2 separate regions of the Gasterosteus aculeatus genome follow, and region 1 is linked to region 2. The links are chromatin contacts, called in public Hi-C maps. All regions are on one chromosome and are shown on one strand. Each heading gives the region's core, a stretch centred on a gene start, on an enhancer-like site or on the middle of the called end of the contact. The rest is flanking DNA. Distances are from core to core; before and after follow the strand shown. Region 1 overlaps fkbp15b (FKBP prolyl isomerase family member 15b). Region 2 holds the start of bcl2l16 (BCL2 like 16).

Region 1 (5,967 bases), core at 43-2,542, 57 kb before region 2:
TAGAGGCTCAGTTTGACCCAATACTGTGATCATCAGCAGCCGTCTGAGTGTGGTCCATCTCTTAAAGTTCTCTGCCTTTTTGTGGTGGCTTTACTTCCAGCTGGGAGGTTGGATGTTGTTCATTTGGGGGTCTATATTTTTCTGAGTGGGCGAATAGCTGTAGCTTTCAGGGCTACTGGGAAATGGCTAACCTGAGTAGCCGGATGGTTTGGTACATAGAACTGTCTGAGAAGCTGTCATTGGAAACTGTTTGGAAAACGACAGAGAGGGGAGTTGATAAAACATTTGTCAATCGAACATTAACCAAAAGAGTAAAAAGGTATTTTCGATGGCGGAGAGCCTGTGGTGTCATCTTGCTCTTCTTTCAATTAAAAAAAATACTACCCAGTTCCTAAACTACAATACATCCAATAGTGTCGATTGGAATGAGCAGTCGCCACTTTGTGTTGTCTCACTCCTACGCCACGCCCATAGCTACCAGGAGCTCCACACAGGACGCTGGTCCATACACAAATGCATTACTTGAAGCTTGACCAGATGGATTGTGTGTGTGATCAACAGTCAGAAGTAGTAGGTAAGGAAGGAGGGTTATAATGGAAGAGAAGCACTGCCTCGTATTACTCCTTTCCAAATGTCACAATGGACCTGGAGAGTTGTTCCCGCCCCGGCTCCCCAGATGTTGAGGCCCAGGGCTCGACAATAGCTGTTACTTGGTGGCTGTAACTCTGGCTCTAATCCGGTTGTCAATCCGGTTGTCGACATGTCTTTGGGTTAGACACTTAACCCCACTAATCGCGTGTAGCTGTGTCCACAGGGTGTGATAGTGATGGGCAGATGTTCCTGTGTATGGTAGATCCTCCCATCAGTGTGTGGGAACGATACAACAATGTAATATTAAAGAGCTTTGAGTGGTATGAAGACTAGAAGACAGATACACAAGTACAGTCTTATCATTTAACATTTTAAAATGTACAGTCGGAAATGGATTCATTTTCAATATTTTGAAAAGGTCAGATGCGGTCTTATAGGCCTATACAAGTTGATTTGAATCAAGCAGGTTTCCTTCCCCTTCACAACACTTGTAACATGTTGGGCACTAAAGCATGCAGAGGTCCCTGCAGAGTAACCACCCGTCTGGACAGCCGCTTCCTGCTTGCTTCAACCTCATTTTCCTTTTTGTCTTTACCGTATCTTTTCACCACCCCCTTTTGGTCTATTCTCTCAGTCTGACTGGGAGAGTGGGTGAGGAAAATGGAGAGGAGCCATTTTTCCCGATCACAACTCCTGCCAAGCGGCCTGCAGCACCCAGCGAGGAGGAAGAGGAGGAGGATGAGATGGTGAGGAATGATCTCCCCCCTTATCTTGTGCGTAGTTTTCAGCTTAAGTGAAGTGAAGTGAAATCATCTCTTTGGTTTGCATGCAGAGCTTGAAGGGGCGCCCCCCTCCTACCCTTCTCTTTGGTGATGACGATGAGGAGGATAATGATTTGGACTGGCTGAACTAACCTCATACTGTCTGGTGGAGAAGTGAGGGCCAAAGTGAACCTGATTGGACGGAGACAGCGGGCTGAAGAGAGACGCTGCTGCCACAGGGACGAGTCCAGCCTGTAATTCAGATGAATCAAAACAAATATGTTTGATTGACGATAGGCTTTCTGTTGTTCGTGGATGTCAATCCCTGTTTTTACATTGCACTGTAGCGGATCAGTCTGTTGAGTCAGCAGGAATCCTGTTTTAGTTATTAGCTCGCTGCTTTCACAATAGAACTTTGACAGAATTTTGCTAACATGAAATTCCTTCTATCAAATAAATGACATTTAAATTATGGTCTTGGCTTTATTGTTCCCTCGGCCTGTAAAAATAAAGTTTTCTTTTGTCTGCAGTGATTTCAAGAAACCTTTGAAAAATACATCCATGAATAAGGACTATAATTTAAGGGGTTCTTCTCATTATCAAGTTTATCAATTTGTATTAGTTTGTAAAATATATAGTTTTGCGGATGACTGCCAGAGACCAGCAGATGGTGTTCAAGACTAATAAAACTACACTGTTGCCTAGCAACAGAAGAGCCCACCATGAACTGTACAACACGAAGGGAAATCTTCTACTTGGGAAACTTGAAAGAGAAGTCTTTCAAATTTAGTTTCCCCTAACAAGCTGCAAACACGATTCACCAAACCGCATTCCATAAGCTTCCTCTTCTCCAGGTGGCATAGTCACGCAGCGTTAGTGTGACTCTCCTGGTGGGTTAAAAGTCTACATTCGCTGCAGCCAGAGAGCGTTCAGAAAGGACGACCCTCTCTTCAGACCTCATTTGACTCAGGACTGTATTCTCAGATTGTCAGTCACAATTTTAAAAGTCCACTGTACACGTGTTTCTGCATCAATAACACGCAAGAGGCCTCCACGGACCCCTCTGATAGCATCACAAACACCACTCTTTGCTTGATCTAACGTTAGGTATGTATACATCCCATGTGGTCACTTCCTTTGCAAGTCTCAGCTGCTCATAAACTAATGAAACTGAAACTGGATGTCATGCTAAATCTAGTAAAAGGATTTCTGAAGCTTTTAAATGTTCAGGTTGTATTTTAAATTATGTCACTCACTCAAGGATTATCTAAAAGTGTCATTGAGTAGAACATGAGTCAGAACGATTCTCCCACACACACTTCCAGGCTCATAAAGAGATGATCCGTTTTGAAATTTGGAGTTAAAGCACTTCATACAATATCAAACATACCCCGGTGGTTGTGTATTATATGAAGTTTTGCGTTCTGGCCTACAGTAGAAACAAGAGCACCTGCTCCCCATGAAGGTATGAAGGACTATTTGGGCCACAGGTCATCGTCAGATGTGCATGCCGCTGTGTCCTTGGGATGGACAGCCAACAATGTTCCTGCGCTGTGTGAATGGTGACCTGTCCAAAGGGGTTATGGTAGCTCCTCCCATCACTGTGTGAATGATAAACCGCCCTGATGGTTATGGTAGCTCCTCCCATCACTGTGTGAATGATAAACCGCCCTGATGGTTATGGTAGCTCCTCCCATCACTGTGTGAATTATAAACCGCCCTGATGGTTATGGTAGCTCCTCCCATCACTGTGTGAATGATAAACTGCCCTGATGGGTATGATAGCTCCTTCTATCGGTGTGCGAATGGTAACGGTTATGGTAGCTACGTACAACAGTAACAGCATTTATGTAAGACAAATAATATAATATAACATTAACATAAACACAATACCACAAATAATTACAACTTCAACTAACAAAAGAAAACCAGAAACGCTAGTTTTGTTGAATTTTCCATTAAGTATCAGCTGAATGGGCTTTTAAAGAGGGGGGGGGTCTGATTCACCTCCCTGAATGACCTCGTCATTTGCATCATGAAGCGTTCTGTTTGCCCAGGTTGGTTTGGACAGTTCACTTGAAGTAAACATGCCTTTTCACATCAAAGAGCTCTTTGAATCAAAGACCTCGGTCCCCGTTGAATATCAGCACAAACAGTCCTTTTTCATCCCGCAGAATAGTGTCCATGGTGTGTCAGGGCGAGCCGGTGACCTCATCAAGGTCCAGTGTCTTCCCCACACGTACGATCCCTTCTGTGCTGTGACCTCGTTTCCATTTACTGTATATTGCAGTATATTCAGTGTTTGTGTCCCAGCGGCTAGAACCTTTTCTGTTTACAGCCTTGCTGTGACAACATTTGCCCTGGTGAATCACAGGCGGTGCAGTGTGTAGCAGTGTGTAGCAGTGTGTAGCCGTGTGTAGCGGTGCCACCCCAGCCTTTACACCAACAGGACACTCTCTGTCAGCTGGATACACTGCCAGCACCCACACTAAAGTACCTTTGAAATACCAGTTTGTTTATTCTTCTGTACTAAATATGTTCAAAAGGCCTCAGAATGACTGAAGAGACGTTCGTGTCCATAAATCACCATCAGCTCCTTCCTGCTGTGTTTTCTATTGTATTCTCATACAAATATACCGTCATGCTTCTGTATCTCATAATATTTTTGTTCTGTTGTTCTGTTGTTCTGTTTCTTCATTTCCATGTTCCAAGTTGTTAAAGAGGGTGACTCCACCTAATGGCCATATTGTTATTTGTAAATCTCAGATGATCTCAGTTTGAGGCCTTCAGTCACTAGTTTAAAAACATGGCGCCATAGATTGTCTTCTATTCTGCTTAAATTCTCACACACAAATTAAAAAATATCCTACTCAACTTAAAAGAGAGCTTTTAGTGTTGGTCAGCTATCCATTGTGGTCTGGGTAGTGTGGGATACATTCTTCTCAATTCTTGAATATAAGAAACAATTCTTGTTTCAGGGATGAGAAACACTGGGACTGGACACAATCGTTTGTTTGCTATAACGCCACAGGGCAGCTTCTCTGAGGACAGGATGTGTCCATCAGTAGCTGCAGCACACCTGCTCATGCCAGGTTATTGGTGCTCTGTGCTCCCTGCTGTCATCACTCCTATTAGCTGCTGGGGAGGAATGTGTGGCCCACAGCTTCCCTCTGTCTGCTGCCTGGGCAGCCGCCAGCTCGCATCATGGTGGCTGCAGGACGGTCGCACCTGCAGCCGCCACCCGCAGGACCAGCCCACTCCATGCAAACAGCTGGAGGCCTTGCAGCCAACCAAAGCTCTGGAAATAGCTATTTGGATCAAACTGGATCAAACTGGATCATTTTTATTTGATCTTTTTCACACTTACAGCTGTGGAATATCGTCCTGGTCCAACAGCTTCTTCATCCTCAAATCCTAAAAGATGCACAGAATCATTTTAGTTTTTAACGTTATATCTGGGATTCTCACTTTATTATCAACAAACAGAACTCAGATCTCATATACTTCTACTCCAACTGTTTTTTATGAAAGTGTGAATCAAGTATTAACTTGATTTGGAAAATCAATCAGCACAGTAAATTATTATTATCTTGTAATAAATACATTTTATCACTGTTAGTTGCACTAGCAATTGTACTCACAACAGAAATAGACCATATAGAACAGAGTATATATATATATATATATATATATATATATATATATGGGAATCACTTTTGCAATAAAACAAAACATATAAAATAAAAAACATTCTTCTAGTGTCAGCTAGTCTAGTTAATAGAATTTAACCTGATAGAAAATATTTTCTTTATATTTCATTATTTATTGTTTCTTTCACTCATTGGAGCTCAGTTTATCACCAGAAGACAGTGAATGTTTCTCTATGTAGGCATCATGCTGAACTGCTGCATCAATCTAACTTTCTCTTTCTTTCTGTTTTTGGGCTGCAGAGGATCATTGCAGTCCACATTGAACACAAACTACTCAATATATGAGTCCTCAAGCAGAACTACCCACTTTTGATCCTGAACATTAAGTATGCGTGAGACTACACCGGGTTGTGTGACCTCTTCAGCCAAGTCTGATTTTATATTTACGGTGTGATTGATTGATTGATTGACGATTGACGAGAAATCTGTTGAAAATATGGTAAAATACTGGCAGCTGGGGTTATTAGAACTCTGGCAACCACAGCTTTACTTAACTTCTAACTTACCTTTACTTAACTTATAGCATCGTTACTCCCCCTCCCAGTGATGATTGTCTCGGATCTTTTATTGTCTCAGATCTTGTCTTTTAACAATGGGGTTAAATAGGGTACTGTCCACAGAGTTTGTGAAGGAAAACCAAAAAGGCAGATGGCAGATGTGACATCAGAACAACTACAGTGTGTGGATGTTTGGCTCCCCTGATAGGACCAGAAAGATGTTCCATATCTGCAGATGAAAGGAATGACCTCAACATAGTATCTTGGTTGGAGTTGGGAGGATTCCACCATCTTTCTGTGGAGGTGGAAGTTCATTTTGAAAACACGTGTGTGTGTAACGAGGGGAAACGCTGACACGGGGCCCATCGAGACATTTTTACTTATCTATTATTATTATTATTATTTAGT
Region 2 (6,176 bases), core at 382-2,881:
TGGGTAGAAGGAAGAAGGCATCCATTCTATAACTTCAACCCTTTCAACTGAAGGTTCTTCATTCTAAGCTAGTTTTCAAGGCGCAGCATAATTCACAGTAAAATCATGAAAATCAACCATGTATTACATCCTGTTGCCTGTTAATCTTGCACCTTGCTCTGCAATGCAACCATCTACATATCAAGAAGCTCTTATACAGGAGACAGGAAGCCCCCCGTTTGCAGATGTTGCCACATGAACATGTGAGAGGCCTGATAGGAGCCTCTATCAACATGTCACTTCCCCTGCTCCATGGCTCAGCAGTGACACAAAAGTAGCGCTTTGACACTAACACACACACTGGCACACTCAGAAGTGTGTGTGTGTGCAGGGGGTGGGTAGGGTTCTTTCTGGGTGGTTAGCCTTATCTTCCCTCCCATGCACAGTTCACAATGTATGCTGCGCCAGATGTCCAGAGAACACAGAGCTGTTAATGATACCACTTGATCATGCTTATAAATCCGTATTTACACCGTACATATATGCCACACGCGGAGCATCGGAGTGATCCCTGTTTGACGCATGAAGCCATTCCATAAAAGAAGAGTAAACACTCAAAGGACACTGGAGCTTTGTTCATGAGTGCCTGAGTATTATTCCACGGGGGAGATCTCACAGTCAACATCCATACTTCATCAAAACATTCACTTGAATCTAAGACTGTCTGGATCTATATGCATTTCTTAATGTATAGAGAGGTAAGACTACTGATGAGGATGTAAACAAGTGGATATGAGTTCAAATTCCAGGCAGAGCAATCAGACTCCAAGATACACAGCGCGAGTGTGTCTCCAGTTATACATGACTGCTCCCATGTGGTGAAATACTGGTTTGCCTGCACATTTAAAGGACCGAATGAGTAAAAAGGAAATGTATTGTTTCACTCAGGTGTCTTCTTGGGGTTAGGTTTGGGTTTGACGCTTCATATCCTCAGAGGGTAAAGCCCTCTGAGGCAAATCTGTAATTTGTGATTATGGGCTATACAAAATAAAATGAATTGAATTGAATATCTGTTTCTAACTTCCTGCACTTCACACAAGGAGGCAATTAGGTTTTGTTCGTAGCACTGGAATAATTAAAAGTGGTGTTTTATGAACACAACTGAGGGAAAGCACTGTGTGTAAGTAAAAAAAAAAAAGGGAGAGACTACACTTTAGTTGCAGCGTCCAGGTGACGCAACGGGGCAGATGGGTCTCCCAGAGTTCCCCAGTGGGAACAGATGCTTTCCATTTTCTAGTAGAAAGACCACAAATGCGTCCCGAGATATTGGGAGCACAATATGAGTCATGAGAATATTAAATTCCTGCAAACCTGACAGTAAATAACCATCCAAAGCATGCATTTAAGCATGTATGTGTGTGATGTGGTAGTTATTGTTACTGTTATTATTTCAGGTCGGGCTATTAAAAGAAGTAATTGCCGTAGAAAGCAGGCAATGCTTTGTGTCCCGTGACCCCTAAAATTGTATTCTTTTTATTTTTCATAATCTCCAATATTTCATATTGCTGTTTGTAGTTTCCACTAATAAAAATAGGAAGAAAAAATAAGAATAAGAAGAAAATAATATCGGAAGAAACTACAGATCCAGAATGCTTTTTATAATATGTTGTTTAAAAGACTCCGTGAAATTATTGCAGGTGCTAAAGGCAAAATAATCACGTTTCCAGCTCACAATTGCTAGATCAGATTAGAAACGCGTTGTCAATCGAAGGCAGAAACAGCCAACGGATTAAATTCAACACAAAGGAAGAGGTTAGAGTGGGAGGAATGACAGAGTCACATTGTGTGCTTTGGGATGTACACAACGTTACTACCTCACAGAAGGCTGGAAACAATCAACATCATCCGTGGCCTTGGAATCGAATGAAGCTAACCTGTGCCCCAGTCTGCCCTTCCTCTTGTGTGTCAGGGCGGCCATGATCGTGCATACAAGGTTGGCGATTAGTGTCAGTTTCCAACAAGGCTCTATATTTAGCAGGGAACTTGCTGTCGAGTGTGACCGCAGCACATACAGACACAGCCACCTTCTCTTTTACCCGTGTGTGTTGAGGACGAGGTGAGTTATGAATGATTCCTCCTCGGAACGGTGCAAGTGTGTATGCATGTTTCCTCTTCTCCATTGTGTGCTGTTTAGAGCGTGAGAGGCCCATGTGACTGAGAGAAGGCTTGTGCTGCTGGCTGATGGTGCTCTTATCTGCGTTCTACTGACAGTCCCTCTTGGTGGCCAGTGAAGCGGCAGTTGGAAGCGACTATGTGTCAGTCGGAGGAGCTGGGGACCAAACTGGGCCTCAACAGTCCCGACCTGCTGGTGAGGGAGGCTTTTCTGATGGCCCACGACTACATAGACTATGTAACCTCAGGGGGGGCAGATGGCTCCATGGCTCCTGCCCCAACAGCCTGCACCGCAGCCCTGCGCCATGCCGGGGACGAGCTTCTCACCCGCTTCCCCATCTTCTTCAGGCGGTGGCCGCGCGTCTTCCGGGACGTGACGGAGAACACGGCCTGCCCCATGCTCGTGAGCATCCTGGACGAGCACTTCTTTGCCCCCGTCCCTGGGGGACGGCGCCGAGGCCTGGCCTGGAGCGCGGTGTTATCGGTGTATGTGCTGGCTGGCCAGATGGCTCTGCATTGCCATGAGCGAGGCATGGCGGTGGTCCTGCCACAGCTCAAACAGCGTGTGGGGGCCTATGTAGAGAGGGTCATCTGCCCTGAGATACGAGACAAGGGAGGATGGGTAAGACACAAGCTGCTTCTCATTACGTTATGGAGCACCCACATAACTTAGCCCTGAATGCAGCTATTTTAAATAAGGGACTCAAATTCCCTGACCCATCCGGTGAAACAGTGACACCCAGTGATCTTATGGTGGCAGATGTTTAAGTTGCACTTTCATGAATATCAGGGGCATGAGCAAGGCAGATATGCATTTTTTAGTCTATTGCAATGGCTACGGTACACTCAATCTAAACTAAAAACCCATCATCTTTCATCCGAGCCTGATGAAATCCCTGGCTTTAAGGACTATATGTGGTCTGCAAAACATATTTCACACATTCAATCAGATTCAGATACAACTGTTTCACGGGCGGTGTAGTGCTTTTCCGGACTGCATTTGTGATTCCAGTTTGGGAAAATCAGTATTGCCCAGAGTTCCCCCCCATATTCTTTAACTCCATGATGCTCACAGATCCCCTTATTTAGCAGTTTGTAAGGTTGCAAACAGCGACTATTTGTTTCAGCTTCATTTTACTGCCCAGAGTTGAGTAGTAATTTGATCAGGTTATGCCCAGGAACAGGAATAATTTATGGAAATAAAAACAATGTATGAAATTAGAAACACTTTGATAGGCCACATTGAAGCAATTAATGTATTTTCACATTAGATTGAGAACATGTAGGATTAGGTGCAAACAAATGGAAGTGATGCAAAACCATACATTTTCAAATAAAATGCATTTTTAGACTTGCCATTTTGTAAAACATTCCCTCCCCTACATTAGTCTCACTGTATCCCTAATGATCGTAAATTGAGTCTTTTGTGTTGCGACAGAGTGGTTTTGTGTCCCGCTTTGGAGAGACGCAGGGCCTGGAACACCAGGTGAAGAAGGCGTGCTGCTGGACCCTGATGGCTTTTACCACGAGCATCGTCACCTACCTCTTATGGAAAAGAATGGTTTAGCCAGCACTGCCACCTAGAGATCTGCCACAACACCAATGAGCTTATTAAAATGGAAGATTTTATGGACATATTGTGGCCCATATTTTTTGTTCAGTTTACAAAATAGCAACGCTGGTAAACCGCATAATCACCTTCTAATGTAGCTAAACCATTTCAGATAAAATGCCGCAGTATATTATGAACTGCACATGAGGCAATTAAAAGATTACAGAAAAGCCAATGTTCTGCATTACAGAATATACAAGATCACTCGCAACGTCATTTTCAGCTCCAATATTCAGTTTCTTTACTATGAAACTATCATAGGAGCCTTTGTCATGTGTATTGATACGTCCGAGTAGACTTAACTACATGTACCATGTGATGCACACAACAATCCCTCGATCACGGTCCCTCATTCACCAGCGATCATCTTTATGTATGCACGTCATCAAACCAGAAAGGCAGACTTCATATGCAGAAGAATTTTTATTAACATTGAAAGCAGACAGACACAGAAAAGAACTTTTGAACATTACAAATCACTGCAACAAACTAGCAGAACTTTGAATGCAGACAGAATTGAAAACTGGAAAGAACTTTAACATTACACTGCGACGAAAAGCCTGCAGAACTTTGGAAAAGATTTAGGCCAGCTCCTCCTCACCCTCTTCATCAAACTCTCCTTCCTCCTCAGCGGTGGCGTCCTGGTACTGCTGGTACTCTGACACCAGGTCGTTCATGTTGCTCTCGGCCTCGGTGAACTCCATCTCATCCATGCCCTCGCCGGTGTACCAGTGGAGGAAAGCCTTGCGCCTGAACATGGCGGTGAACTGCTCGGAGATGCGCTTGAACAGCTCCTGGATGGCGGTGCTGTTGCCGATGAACGTGGCAGCCATCTTGAGCCCACGGGGCGGAATGTCGCAGACTGCGGTCTTGACGTTGTTGGGGATCCATTCAACAAAGTAGCTGCTGTTCTTGTTCTGCACATTCAGCATCTGCTCATCAACCTCCTTCATGGACATGCGGCCACGGAAGATGGCGGCCACTGTGAGGTAGCGGCCGTGACGTGGGTCGCAGGCAGCCATCATGTTCTTGGCGTCGAACATCTGCTGGGTGAGCTCTGGCACAGTGAGAGACCTGTACTGCTGGCTTCCTCGACTTGTGAGGGGTGCAAAGCCTGGCATGAAGAAGTGCAGGCGGGGGAATGGCACCATGTTAACAGCAAGCTTTCGCAAGTCAGCATTGAGCTGTCCAGGGAACCGGAGGCAGGTGGTGACACCGCTCATGGTGGCAGAGACCAGATGGTTGAGGTCTCCATAAGACGGGGTTGTGAGTTTGAGGGTACGGAAACAGATGTCATAAAGGGCCTCATTATCGATGCAGTAGGTCTCGTCTGTGTTTTCTACAAGCTGGTGGACCGATAGGGTGGCGTTGTAGGGCTCAACAACTGTGTCTGATACTTTTGGGGAAGGCACCACACTGAAGGTGTTCATTATGCGGTCGGGGTACTCTTCACGGATCTTGCTGATGAGTAGGGTGCCCATACCAGAGCCTGTACCACCACCCAAGGAGTGTGTGAGCTGGAAGCCCTGAAGACAGTCACAGCTCTCTGCCTCCTTCCTCACCACATCCAGGACAGAGTCCACCAGCTCTGCGCCTTCTGTGTAGTGACCCTTGGCCCAGTTGTTGCCAGCACCACTCTGGCCTGCAAAACAAGGTTTAAGGTTAAGTATGAAAACTGATCACAAAACTATAGATTTGAAAAATTTAACAAGTTGCCTTACCAAAAACAAAGTTGTCTGGTCTGAAGACCTGGCCAAAAGGTCCAGACCTCACAGAGTCCATGGTGCCAGGCTCCAGATCAACAAGCACAGCACGGGGTACATATTTACCACCTACAAAAAGCAGAGAGATTAGGGGAAAACGTTTAATTAAGGGATACAAAATACTAACGTTTAATTAATAAATCAAGGGAAGCTTAAAACTTACCCGATGCCTCATTGTAGTAGACGTTGATCCTGTCCAGCTGCAGGTCACTGTCACCGTGGTATGTGCCAGTTGGGTCAATGCCGTGCTCATCACTGATCACCTCCCAGAACTGAAATATATAGAAAACTAAAAGTTAACGTACATTACTGGGGGGCATTTGAAGGGAAATGGTGGGCTTTCATTTAAGAGTTGAAGCGGAATTTCCCGCCGTAGCAGCCTCGGCGCGCGCGGCCTGGCCCCCTATTGGTTGCTGCTCAGGCTCATGAATTCAAATTCGCTCTACGTCACAAACCGCCAGCTGCATGTAAAAGCCGGGCTGCCCAGAAGGCCTCAATGAGCCGGAAACCGTTACCGAATCAAACTAACAAAAGATGGACACGTCTTCGAAGCGACACTAATCATACCGCTCATAATTCCATGAAACTCATTTATGGTTCTCAGCCAAAAACCGCACTTCCTTTTGTTGCATTGCGGTATATGATTAACG

Evidence for each region. Hi-C and Micro-C count contacts between places; a contact is called where the count stands out from the background.
Region 1: a Hi-C map of skeletal muscle shows a contact between it and region 2, with 1.9 times the contacts expected there. The contact joins the enhancer-like site here to the promoter of bcl2l16 in region 2. A contact is called at or near these places in 2 of 6 Hi-C or Micro-C datasets (skeletal muscle and whole body).

What each region holds. Positions count from the first base shown.
Region 1 is chr13:2,224,021-2,229,987 of fGasAcu3.hap1.1, reverse strand. fkbp15b (FKBP prolyl isomerase family member 15b) reads left to right here. Exons shown (of 29, transcript XM_040195907.2): 28 at 1,226-1,337; 29 at 1,424-1,824. The coding sequence ends at 1,504. Among protein-coding and RNA genes, the nearest start is that of ccn1l2, 6.5 kb to the right of the region's middle. Within about 2 kb of position 1,292, at least 1 of the 9 cell types and tissues checked has open chromatin away from gene starts, as enhancers often do.
Region 2 is chr13:2,166,825-2,173,000 of fGasAcu3.hap1.1, reverse strand. It overlaps bcl2l16 (BCL2 like 16), which reads left to right and starts at 1,631. Exons shown (of 3, transcript XM_040195532.2): 1 at 1,631-2,095; 2 at 2,251-2,773; 3 at 3,590-3,784. The coding sequence starts at 1,956. The coding sequence ends at 3,718. It overlaps tubb2b (tubulin, beta 2b), which reads right to left. Exons shown (of 4, transcript XM_040195531.2): 2 at 5,690-5,798; 3 at 5,485-5,595; 4 at 4,168-5,405. The coding sequence ends at 4,345.